Linked DNA regions of Mus musculus: region 1 is linked to region 2. The links are chromatin contacts, called in public targeted proximity ligation maps. All regions are on one chromosome and are shown on one strand. The core of a region is the stretch at or near the end of the contact, and the rest is flanking DNA. Distances in the headings are between cores, read along the strand shown. Region 1 holds the start of Kif20b (kinesin family member 20B). Region 2 holds the start of Ifit1 (interferon-induced protein with tetratricopeptide repeats 1).

Evidence for each region.
Region 1: a targeted proximity ligation map of memory CD8 T cells shows a contact between it and region 2, with 8 read pairs. A contact is called at or near these places in 22 of 39 promoter capture datasets (the 3T3-L1 cell line, 3T3-L1-derived adipocytes, the C10 cell line and 14 more), 2 of 484 Hi-C or Micro-C datasets (both in the G1E-ER4 cell line), 1 of 130 datasets of targeted methods (memory CD8 T cells) and 3 of 9 other capture datasets (liver, macrophages and pancreatic islet).

What each region holds. Positions count from the first base shown.
Region 1 is chr19:34,919,397-34,925,747 of GRCm38.p6, reverse strand. It overlaps Kif20b (kinesin family member 20B), which reads right to left and starts at 3,390. Exons shown (of 32, transcript NM_001362434.1): 1 at 3,315-3,390; 2 at 976-1,123. The coding sequence starts at 1,122.
Region 2 is chr19:34,638,163-34,644,294 of GRCm38.p6, reverse strand. Ifit1 (interferon-induced protein with tetratricopeptide repeats 1) reads right to left here and starts at 3,406. Exons shown (of 2, transcript NM_008331.3): 1 at 3,308-3,406. The coding sequence starts at 3,312. It also overlaps a transcript of Ifit1bl1 not described here and a transcript of Ifit1bl2 not described here.

The DNA of each region.
Region 1 (6,351 bases), core at 2,141-4,640, 280 kb before region 2:
GTAATAAACAAACAAAACCAAAACTAAATCTGAGTGTGGCAGGTATGCTGTCACACAGCTATAATCCCAGATACTCTGAAGGTAAAGCAGGAAGATCAAAAATGGAAGCCTACAAAACATACGCAAGTTCAAGACTAGAGTGGGCAACTTAAAAGATCTTAGAGATACAGTTCAGTGGTAAAGAGATTGCCTAACATATACAGGCCATGGATTTTATCAAGATAATTCAGATTTCTTAAAAAAAAAAAAAACAGATAAATATGAGACGCTTTTAATGTCCATAGGTGAGGAGAAGTGAGAGGGAACTCACTTGTGAGACCTCAGTATGTAATTTTAGTCGGAGGTTCAGGAATTCATGGTCATTCTCAGGCACATACAAGTTCCTGAGCAGACCCAGATTAAGTGATAGACAGAGACATAGAGACATAGATATAGCTACAGATCCTTCTCAGAAACAGCAAAGCCCAGGGCGCCAGGGATGCCGAGACTGAAGGGGAGGATGAGGGAGAGCTACAAAGAGAGACCCTGCCTCAGAAATGAAAATAAACTTTCTCCTAACTGGATAAAAGTCACAGAGAGGTAGAGTTTGGGATTAGGTGAGTGTTCCAGTGGCTTCTTTAAACCAGCTGTGTGATATTCTATTTCTAAATTAATTAAAATAAGGTGATTCTAGCCAGACAGTAGTGGTGCACGCCTTTAATCCCAGCACTCGGGAGGCAGAGGCAGGTGGATTTCTGAGTTCGAGGCCAGCCTGGTCTACAAAGTGCCAGGACAGCCAGGGCTACACAGAGAAACCCTGTCTTGAAAAAACAAACAAACAAACAAACAAAAATAATCTACCAGATGCACAATACCAGAAAGAAAAGGCCACCTCTCTCCTAATTTTTCAAAGAAGCGGATTTAACAATCTAAAGTACCTAGCACCGTGATTCCTTGGCGCACAATAATCAAGTGTTTTTCTTACGTTGTACTTACCGCAGGGTTTGAGGCGACTAAGGAAAACTCATGAGAGAGATCAAGCTTAACACCATCAAAATTGATTTCCAAAGGCCTTGCAATTGGGTCAGCACTAAAAACGTAAGACGGTCTAGGCACTCCATCTGGATTCAAGTGAGATTCCATCCTGCGAGAAGAAAAGCAACCTCTGTAAGCAGCCTTAATAAATCAGCACGCAAGCCGCCTACAATGTTAAGTCTACTTGGAACTCCTGGGAACTTGGATGCAGTTGAGCTGACAGACTACCATGCACAACACTCTGGGTTCCATCCCAGGCATACACGGGGTATGATGGCATGGCTCTCTATACTCCCAACACGTAGGGAGGTTGACCTGGAAAATCACCAAGTTCCAGGTCATCTTAGCTACATAGGGTGTCCAAGAACAATCTAAGCCAAAGACCTTGTCTCAAAGGAAAACAAAATAAACAAAAGTAAGCTCGATAGGACAGCATGAGCTCAGACCACCCACCCCGTCTGCAAAAAGTAGGTAAATCTGTGAGTTTGAAGATAGCCCGATCCATATAGTGAGGGCCTGTCTCAAATTAACCAATTAATTAACATAAAAAATAATTTGTGTGATCCAATTTTATTAAGATTTATTTTTTTCATTTTATGTATATGAGTACACTGTTGCTGTCTTCAAACACACCAGAAGAGGGCATGAGATCACATTACAGAAGGTTGCTGGGAATTGAACTCAGGACCTCTGAAAGAGTACTCAGTGCTCTTAACCACTGAGCCATCTCTCCAGCCCATAATCCAATTTTTTAGGTAGATTTACCCAAAGACATGTCATGAACAATGCAATTAGCAAAAGAAAAAAATATGAACTGTTCACTTGGCCTGATACCCTCCTCTCACATGTCAAACAGCAGAGACAGCAGGGATGACTTAAGATCTTCTGCTAGTCTCGTTACTTAGTATCTCCCAGAAAATTGTTGCAAACCAAATTTTAACATTTAGGACTAAAACTCGGTTATTTGCAAAATAAATTCCTATTTATTTTCCGATTATAAGTAAAAAAGTGAAATAATGCATATAAACTTTACATTTAAAATAAGAGAATTGGGTCCTAGCCCAGTAGGATGCAACTCTGGGTACCTGAGGTACCACAGCCAGAATCTCCAATAATAATGATGATGACGACAATGAAAATCACTAACTGACACATCACAAGGTTGAATGTGAATATGGAATAATGCCATCACTGAACTATTAAATCTGAATTGCACATCAAATCCCTATAGGATAAACCTAACCCTCCACCCCCCAAAAAATTAACATTTAAAATTTTCTAAGGGGGCTGGTGAGATGGCTCAGCGGTTGAGAGCACCGACTGCTCCTCCAAAGGTCCTGAGTTCAAATCCCAGCAACCACATGGTGGCTCACAACCATCTGTCACAAAAATCTGATGCCCTCTTCTGGAGTATTTGAAGACAGCTACAGTGTACACACATATAATAAATAAATAAATCTTTAAAAAAATTTTTTTCTAAGAATCTATCACGCCGGGCAGTAGTGGCTCACGCCTTTAATCCTAGCATTTGAGAGGCAGAGGCAGGCGGATTTCAGAGTTCGAGGCCAGCCTGGTCTACAGAGTGAGTTCCTGGACAGCCAGGGCTACACAGAGAAACCCTGTCTCGAAAAATAAAAAGAAAGAAAGAAAGCAAGCATCTACCAGATGCACAATACCAGAGAGAAAAGGTCGCCTCTCTCCTAATTTTTCAAAGAAACAGATTTAACAGTCTAAAGCACCTAGCACCGGGATTCCCTATTTAAGTAGAAAGACAATCATCTAAATTTGTTTACTCTTCACGACAGGCTCAAAATACAGACCAACGGAAGTAGTACTGGACTAAAACTGACTCACTTCAATTTCCTTTATATACACATAAAACCCAAATATGCTTCTTTTCTAGCCACAAAGTAATGTGACATTTTTTTTTAAAAAAAGCCCCCACTGGACTCAACCTAGAAAGAGATCTTGTCACGTGACAAAACAACTGCTCACCTCCCGAATTCAGGCAACCAGACGTGGCAAATCTTTTTGTGTCTAATAAAACTAGTGTCTGTGAATCTAAAGTGTACCTCCTTTACCGGACCAGGAAACCGAGGCCTAGACAGACCGAAGTCTTCCGCCTCAAGGCTTAACTCGCTTAACTCCCTGAAGCTCAGCCCCACCTTCAGCAGCCCCGCACCTAGACTACGGGCATCACGAGCCCCGACAACGCTGACACGGCCGAGGCGTCGCAGCTTCGTGCCCTCTGTGCAAGCAGCCACCCTCGGAGCCCCCAAAATCGTCAGCTCCTCACTTACTGCAATCGCTGGTCCCTGCACGCCTCCCCACCTGCAGAATTCCACTTCCTCCCGGTTTTCAAATTCAAACAATGGCGGCTCGGCGCCGCGCTGAACCCTGGGAGTGGGCGGGGCTTCCGGCGAGCCCTGGGGGCTGGACCCGCTCGCGGCCGAGTTTCGCCCCCGCCTCCGGAAAAGGCTTTCAAGTCTGGGGGGCGGGACTCGGTGCTCCGGGCGACCGATGGGGCAGTAGCAACGCTCGTGGGCTACCTAGCTGGGAGTTTCTCGGGGCCATATTAGGTTTGACCCTAACGATACCTGTTCGGTACTCAGGTCTCAGGTTCCGTCCTAGACCCGCATGATGACGAGCCTTGCTGAGGCCGCTGTCTCCGCACTGCCTCCCGCGATGCCCCCAGGAGCGGAGGAATGGCAAACTATTCCTCCTATTACACCTCAGAGTCCTGTCATTCCCCGGGGCAGAAAGGACTTGCGACCTGGGACCAAGTTAACTCCCCTCTTTAAGTGATTCTTCTTGTCGATGACGGCCCTCTTGGATGAAACACGTTTTCCTCAAAATACATTTTAGGAGCATATCCTTCATCTTTTTATACCCCCTTTTTGATGTTTCTGAAAGCATAAATCAGCTACCGCTGAGAGGCACTGTGCAGTGCCCCAAAATGTAAGTGCCCATGTGTCCTTCTCCGCTTCCCTAAAGTAACCCTCTGAGTGCAGGGCTAATTTACTAATACATTCATATGACGAGAATTTACTATTGAGGCTAGACTTTCACTTTGAATAAAAATAATGCTAACGTAAATTGAGCATTTACCTTATGCTTCCGCTGGCACTACCTTTATAAAATGGATTGTCTGACTGGTGCTAAGAACCCTTTAAAGTAGGTATTGCTACCGTCCCATTTAATACATTCTAAATAAGTAATGGGCACAAACGTAAATGGAGGGTTGGAGAGATGGCTTAGTGGTTAAGAACACTGACCTCTTCCAGAGGTCCTGAGTTCAATTCCCAGCAAACCACATGGTGGTTAACAACCATCTGTAAAGTGATCCAACGCCCTCTTCTGGTGTGTCTGAGGACAGCAACAGTGTACTCATATAAATCTTTTAAAAAACAAAAAAGCCGGATAGTGGCACATGCCTTTAATCCCAGCACTTGGGAGGCAGTGGCAGGCGGATTTCTGAGTTCGAGGCCAGCCTGGTCTACAGAGTGAGTTCCAGGACAGTCAGGACTACACAGAGAAACCCTGTCTCGGGGGGGGGGGGGGAAGAAAAGTAAATGGAACCGGGATTTAAAATCAGTTGAAGAAGTTTTGTTACCTTAGCTTTTCTGTGATCATATTTTCAGCTATTGCACTTAATTAGAAGGATTTTTGGAACACTAGCTTGACAACCTTAGTGTTTTTCGATCTTGATACAGAATTTATATCTCCTACCACTACCCTGCCTCTGACTTCTTTCATACACACACACACTTCTCCCCCAAACAAAATAATCAAATTTGAGAAGAACTAGTTTGGATAAGATAGTAGATAAGATAAGTAGATTTGAATAGATAAGTAGATACAAGGCCAGAAGGAAAAATGAAGAAAGAAATGTAAATATGAAAGAAAAGAATAAAATAGAGACCTTCCCAGGCTGGAATTTATGTTTTGTTTTTAAACAAAATTTCTATGTAGGCCAGGCTGCCTTGGCCTCTTTCCAATGCTGAAACTATAGGAGTGTACTAGCATACTTCCCTAGCTGGACGTCAGATTCTAATGGGCTTTGTCAATTTTCATTGCTCCTTCAGATAAGTCTAACCCCCTGGATCCGATTTTTCTACCACACCTCACAGTGTCATGTTGCTTTTGCTAGTTACCAACAATTCTTAGCCCTCCGTGGGGCACTTGTATGTGTTGGTTTTGCAAACATTCGTTGGAAATTTGCAGTGCACTGTTTTTGAGGGTGGTAGAGACAGTAGGTGAGAAGAGTGAGCACAAAGACTCTTAAGGACAAATTCTAATAGGGCAACAGCCATGTCAGAAAACATTTACAGAATTACAACTACATCAGGTGCTTTAAAAGAAACTGTCTTAGAATGTGATGGGGAAACCAGAGCAAATGTTTGATCTGTATCATCAAGGATTGTTAGGAATTAACTAGTTAAGTAATATGAACATCCCAAGCCTAGGACACATGATACCAGGCACGAGGGGCGGGGAGAAAACAAAATCCAACAGATCTCCTGTTATTTGGTTCTAACTCCCAGTGGCATTTCCAGGTTAACTATAAATGTTTTACACTTGAAACATTCTTCCCGGGCTACAGGGTTAAGCATGCCCAGTATAGTTTAGTATAGCATGCCCTTTATAGTTCGCATTTCATTGGCCAGTCTCCTTTCTCTTTTACTCAAGCTCTAAAGTAAAGGAACAATGAGTACTGAGACCTCTACTCTCTCCTGTCTAGCTTCTACATGACAAGTTAACCAACTCTTATAATCAACATCTTTATTCGTCTTTACCAGAGAATAATTCTTTCTTCTCAGATCTCACATCAGAGACCTAACTACACGGAAATATTCGATTACCCGCTGTGGTAGTATGAATATGCTTGGCCCAAGGAGTGGCACTATCAGGAAGTGTGACCTTATTGGGAAAAGTGTGTCACTATGGGAGTGTGATTTGAGATCTCTTAGCTGCCCATGAGGCTTCTTTTCAATGGAGATGTAGAACTCTTGGCTCCTCCAACACCATGTCTGCCTGCACACTGCCATGCTTCCATGATAATGGACTGAACCCTTGAAAGTGTAAGCCAGCCCCCAATTAACTGTTGTCCTTTATAAGAGTTGTCTTGGTCATGGTGTCTCTTCACACTAATAGAACTAAGACACCCACTTAATGAAGTGTGACAGATTCGTCTAACACAATATGTTCAGGATGGGATGCTGGGTTTTTCACTGTGGAATCCCAATCCTTCTTCTCCTTAATTTCTTCCATAGTCATTGAATCCTTTCCCTCAGCACTCACTTAGTACATCAACATTTGTACTTTGTGGTATGTCGT
Region 2 (6,132 bases), core at 2,157-4,656:
TGGTCTTCACCTTGTTCATTTGAGGTTGAAAGCCAAGTGCTTTCTCCCTCCTCTCAGTAGTAGCACTAGGATTCAACCCTGGCCCTTATGGTTGTTTGGTGAGCCCTTTACTCACAGAGTCATCGGCCCAGCACCATTTTAAATCTTCAAGGGAAGCAGTTGTGAGGCTCCCCTGACCCCTTGACATGGTATTTCAGAGCTTATGGAGTGTGTTGGGAGATTGGGGACCACAGAAAGAGCATCAGTGGCCATGAATTCTGGAAGTTTGCAGAAAAACACTATCAGTCCTTCCTTCCCTAGGCTTCAAGTAATGGAAGGAAGATGCCCAAAATGTCCTTGATGTGCCAACCTGGAGAAGAGACAGGGAGCATTATTCTTGGCATCGAAGGGTTCCTGAGTGTGGAGAGCTCTTGGTGCCACTTTCTAGGAATTTGACATTGGGCTAGAACAAGGAAATAGGCTCAAGATGGATACAGCTGAGGAAAGTGTTCTTTGTATATTGATGGGTCTTGTTAAGACCCTGAATAAGGTAATCATGGGACCTTTGTCTATGCTTTGTTTGTTCCTTATCTACTCTGTTTATGCTTTGTTTGTTCCTTGACTACTTTGTTTATGCCTTAGGACTGACCATATTCTTTGCATGTCTCTAGAATGGTAAGAAAGCAGACTGGAGAAAAATAAACACACATCAGCTTTAGAACTGGCTGGAGTCAAGTTATAGTGTGTCTAATTGTTTTTTCTTTCTTCAATATTCATTCCCTCCCTCCAGACCCTGTTGACTGAATGAGCTGGCTTGGTCAGCTGAGCCTGTGGCCCAGTGCTCCTTGGGCTTGTGTCCCTCAATTTACTAGTCCATTCCCATTTCCAGAATACTTTTTCTTTTCTAAGGAAATGTTTCTTTTCTCATCATTTGTGTCTGGTCCAATTCACTGATGCTGGACAAAAATATGTGGGTATTTCAACAGTGCCCCTGGAAAAGTTTGACAGTTATTCCTGGACTCTGGACTCTATCTATATAAACGTTTGATAAGCCAAGCTAGATAGAGACAAAAGGGTAAGAAGTTTCTGATCTTTCTCTCTCTGTCTATGTCTATCTGTCTATGTATATCTGTCTGTCTGTCTGTCTGTCTCTCTCTCTCTCTTTCTGTGTGTGTGTGTGTGTGTCCCTCCCTCTCTGTTTTATCTTCTCTCTCTGACTGTCAGTTGGGAGCACATAGGTCCTTGCCTCCTATAAACAGATAAACAGATAAACACTAATAACCTTGTATTTTGTGTTCTCTGTAGAGCCAGAACACATTAACCTCATACAGCAGGACCAGAGATGGCTAATAGCATAGGTAACCTTTGCTTTATTTGTATGGTCCGAGGCTCCCCCAAGCTCACACAACCAGGGATGGAAATGGTAATAGTCCAAATGACCTCCGTACTATCTGTATGACTTACACCATACCAGATTTTTCCCTGGGCCCTTCAGCTAACGTATGAAGCCTATCTCTGGAATTAATCCTCTTGAGAGAAGTCACATGTACTTTGAATTGAGTTTCAGTGTAATTATACCTCATGATACCTCCGTGTACACAGAGGATTGTATTACACCAGGAAACATTTTGCTATATTTTATTGTGCTGAAATATATTTACAACAAACAGTGCCAGGTTAGATTCTAGAAGTTTGAACCGACATTGGCTAAATTATATTCAACCAGATTTCCTTCTTACTTCATAGAGACCATTGCTCTGTTGGCCACAGCATTCTCAGAGACCCCATCATCTGTCTTTCCCTATTTCTGTGTCTGTGTCTGTGTCTGTGTCTGTCTCTCTCTCTCTCACTCTCTCTCTCATAACCAAATTCATAGTTACTCCTTCTTTTCCAGAGCACTTTAAGATGCTGGACAAGCTTCTGTAGGAATAGATTAATCCTGACCCAGGGGCATCAGATTCAATCTGGCTTTACTTTGCTTTCCCTGGCTACAGCATCCCACAGTTGGAATTAGAGATTGTACCTGCACCTTATGGGAAATAAAGATTTTGTCAGGACAGCTCAGAGGACTCTGAAAACTGGACAGCAGTAGCCCAGGAAGGTCTGCCTTGACTGGGAGGCTCACAAGGATCCTTCTGGGCTCTCTGTCTTGAGGTGGAGGTACATGCACCTATGCATAGCATCTGCTCTACCTTACCAAACTTCTTCTTACCTTCTGGACCAATTGACTTCAGAAGGGCAATAGGAGTAGGGGGCCCACAGGCTCAAGGGATCAGAGGTGACCTGATTCCCTAGGTCTCAGAGGTAGGCAGGAGAGCCTTTTTTCTTGTTAGTTATATGCTCTATTCCTCTGAACAGTTGCAAAACACAGATGTTCCATATCTCCATACTCAGGCTCAGGGTGTGATGTAGTGCCCCATGCACCATCTATTAAATCTGGAACCACTGGTTGGTGGTACTGTATCAATCACATTATCTTCCTGGTGATGTGTGGGGCCCTTGACTCAGGTATAGAACTTTTACCCACCATACCCTAAGCCTCAGTTGTGTGCCCACCGAGTCTCTGGGTCTCTACTTGCTCTACCTTATCAAACTTCCTGACATGGCTTTATATAACATATATTCATATATATTTATTCATATATATTTAGTTTCTTGGCCAAAAGGTTTTAATACCTCTTGTCAGAGAGAATAGAATTGACACATTTTTGTTTCTTAATCCTGGGGGGGGGGGGGGCGCGGGGAGGGAGGGAGGGAGAGAGGGAGGGAGGGAGAGAGAGAGAGAGAGAGAGAGGTGTTGCCCTGGCTATTTGTTTAGCCAGCCAGGGATGGGAATGAATGCGCCTGGAACAGAAAGCTTGAACAGCATTTCAAGAGGTCCATTGAGGGATAGGCTGGAAGATTCTGAGGACATGCTGGAACATTCTAAGGACTATGTCCTCAGAAGATCAGAAGGAGCATACTCTAACCTGCTGCTCACTTTTGGAGCACCAAGTGGGCACTGGTGGTCCTTTATTCCATTCCAGAGGGCCTGTTTGGTAATCATCTTTGTTTGTGAGCCGAGCATGCACTAAATTCTCTCCCAGGTACGTCCTACTACATGCTGTGAGACAGCCTTAAAAATCAAAACAAGCTTCCAGTCACACATCCAGCACCAGGCACACAGCTTAGTGGGGGCATTAAGCAAACTCCCTGGACCCTCAGGACAATTAGCATCCTTGTTCCCCATCAGCAGTAGAAAGAGAAGCTAGAGGCACACTCAGAAACAGCCACTAGCAAACGTCTGTGTCCTGGGTTCCCTCAGAGTGGAGAACAGGGAAATCCTTACCCCATGGTTGCTGTAAAGGTGGTAGCTGTTCTCTGGGTTTTCAGCAGAGCAGAACTCCTCAGAAACCTGCCTTGACTCTCTGCTCTCTTGCAGACTGTCACACCAACTGGAAGCTCAGGTTTTTTTTAAAGGGCTGGGTGAGCTAGGGGGTGTGCTCTTTTCAGTCAGCAGTGAGAAACTGAAACTGAGACTGGAAAGTGAAACTGAAGCCTGCAGTTTATCCAGGGAGACGCACTGTGGGGCACTGTGGGGTTTGCCCTACTGCATTCTCCACTGAAATCGATGAGGAGAAGGCTCTGAAACGGATACAGACATGTCGGATCCAGACTGCTGTCCAGAGAGAGAGAGTGAGACATCCCTGCCACCCAGAGACTCTTATCTGTTAGGTAGGGGCTGATGGAGGTGATACAGATAAAATGGAAAGCAGACTGGCATCTTCAGAAGCAGTGTTGTTCTTTCTTCCAAGCAACTGAAGGTCTGCAGTTCCTCCTTGGAAGTGAGACTTTCCCATGTGGCACTAGGGGGTCTTAGGATGGCAAAGGGAAAGTTTGGGACTGGAAGAGTGAGTTCTCATGCATTGTGGAAGTGGAAGAAGATACTAGCTGGTTTGTTGTGTGTCTATCCTTAGCATCTTCCACAGATGTCATTATTCACCTGCATTGACTGGTCCATAGCTTCCCAGCCTATCCGAAGCCTTAGGAATACAGTCTTTATAAACCAGGACAGTTTCCCATTGCCCAGAGAGCTGTAGAGCCATGCTTTGTGTTAACTTCTCCTGAGGTGACTCTAAAGGGTTCTTTCCACCAATCATAGTCATGTTAACAAGAACCAAACATGGAATCCCTAAAGGGTGATGGTTATTCAGAGCCTTGATGCTATCCCACTAATAGCAAGGCTACTAGATGGGTCAGTGGTTAAGAGCACTCACTGCTCTTCTAGAGGTCTTGAGTTCAGTTCCCAGCAACCACATGGTGGCTCACAAGTATCTGTAATAGGATTAAATGCCCTCTTCTGGTGTGTCTGAAGACAACTACAGTGTGTTCATACACGTAAAATAAATACCATTTTAAGGGCTAATAGCAATCTAGGGAACTACAGACAGTGGGGCTCACACTGTTTCAGGTTGAGGTCAAATACTTTAGTCTGTTGTCTTGGTTAACCTGTAATCTCAGCCTTTATTGCTGTCTAGTTCCTTATCCTGACCTTTGATGTCTAGGTCCTCAAATTCAGCTCATCCTTCTCACCTCCATATATTAAAAATATTGAAAGAAGTTAAACATCTAATCCCATCTCCTTGATATAGTGCTAGCCTCTCCTGAGAGTTATCTTTGACCAGGTAGGTACAGCCCTAACCCCCCCCCCCCATCAGCTGACACCAAGACAGGAGTTGGCCCTCTGGTCACTTTCTCCAGTAAAGTTTAATTTTAGAGAACCTAGAGTTATGTGTCAGTCAGATAACTAGGTATATGTTAGAGAGTTAAAGTGTTTGCTATCAAGCCTGACTCCTGGGTTCAGTCCCCTGACTCCGTGCTGGCAGAGAAGAACTAAATCTAGAGTGTTCTAACATGACTTCACACGAATGTCATAACACCACCCCCACAGACACACTAACAAAAACACAGTTACACACATACACACTCACCCATACACATACCGGCTACACACTTCACTGAAATATAATATTAAAACACTTAAAAATGGACAGGGTTGAAAGGATTGTGTTAATAAGGCTCTTAACTCAAAATTGCCTTTTTCTCTTTTGTTTTTCATTTTTTCTTTCTTTTTGTTTGTTTGTTTGCTTGTTTGTTTGTTTTACATTCTGACTGCTGCCCAGTTCCACCATCACACCCTCCATGGCTATTCCTTCTTCCCTGTCTCCTCTGACAAGGGAAGGCCCCTATGTCCCATGGGTACTACCACCCACCCCCACCCCCAGCCCATCAAGTTGCAGCAGGACTCAGAGCTTCCTCTCCCACAGAGGCCAGACAAGGCAGCCCAGCTAGCAAAAAGAGACTGAAAGGGAGTAACAAAGGTAGAGACAGCCCTCGCTCCAACTTTTAGGGGACCCACATGAAGATCATGTGGCACATCTGCTACAAATGTGTATGGGGCCTAGGTCCAGCCCCTGCATGCTCATTGGTTGGTGGTTCTGTCTCTGTGAGCTCCCATGGACCCAGGTTAGTTGACCGTCTTCTTCTTCTTCTTCTTCTTCTTCTTCTTCTTCTTCTTCTTCTTCTTCTTCTTCTTCTTCTTCTTCTTCTTCCTTCTCCTTCTCCTTCTCCTTCTCCTTCTCCTTCTCCTTCTCCTTCTCCTTCTCCTTCTCCTTCTCCTTCTCCTTCTCCTTCTCCTTCTCCTTCTCCTTCTCCTTCTCCTTCTCCTTCTCCTTCTCCTTCTCCTTCTCCTTCTCCTTCTCCTTCTCCTTCTCCTTCTCCTTCTCCTTCTCCTCCTCCTCCTCCTCCTCCTCCTCCTCCTCCTCCTCCTCCTCCTCCTCCTCCTCCTCCTTCTCCTCCTTCACCTCCTCCTCCTCCTTCTTCTTTCCTTTTGGTCTTCTTGTGATAACCTTGATCCCTCCAGCTTGCTCAATCCTTCCCTCACTCTTCCACAGGACTCCCCAAAATCCACCTGATGTTTGGCTGTGTTCTCTGCATCAGTTTCTCTCAGCTGCTGGATGAAGCCTCTCAGGAGACAGTTCTGCTAGGTTCCTGTGTGAAAACATAACAGAGTATCATTAATAGTGTCAGGGATTGGCTCTCTTCCATAGGATGGGTCTTAAATTGGCCCAGACATTGGTTGGCTCTTCCCTTCATCTCTGCTCCATCTCTATT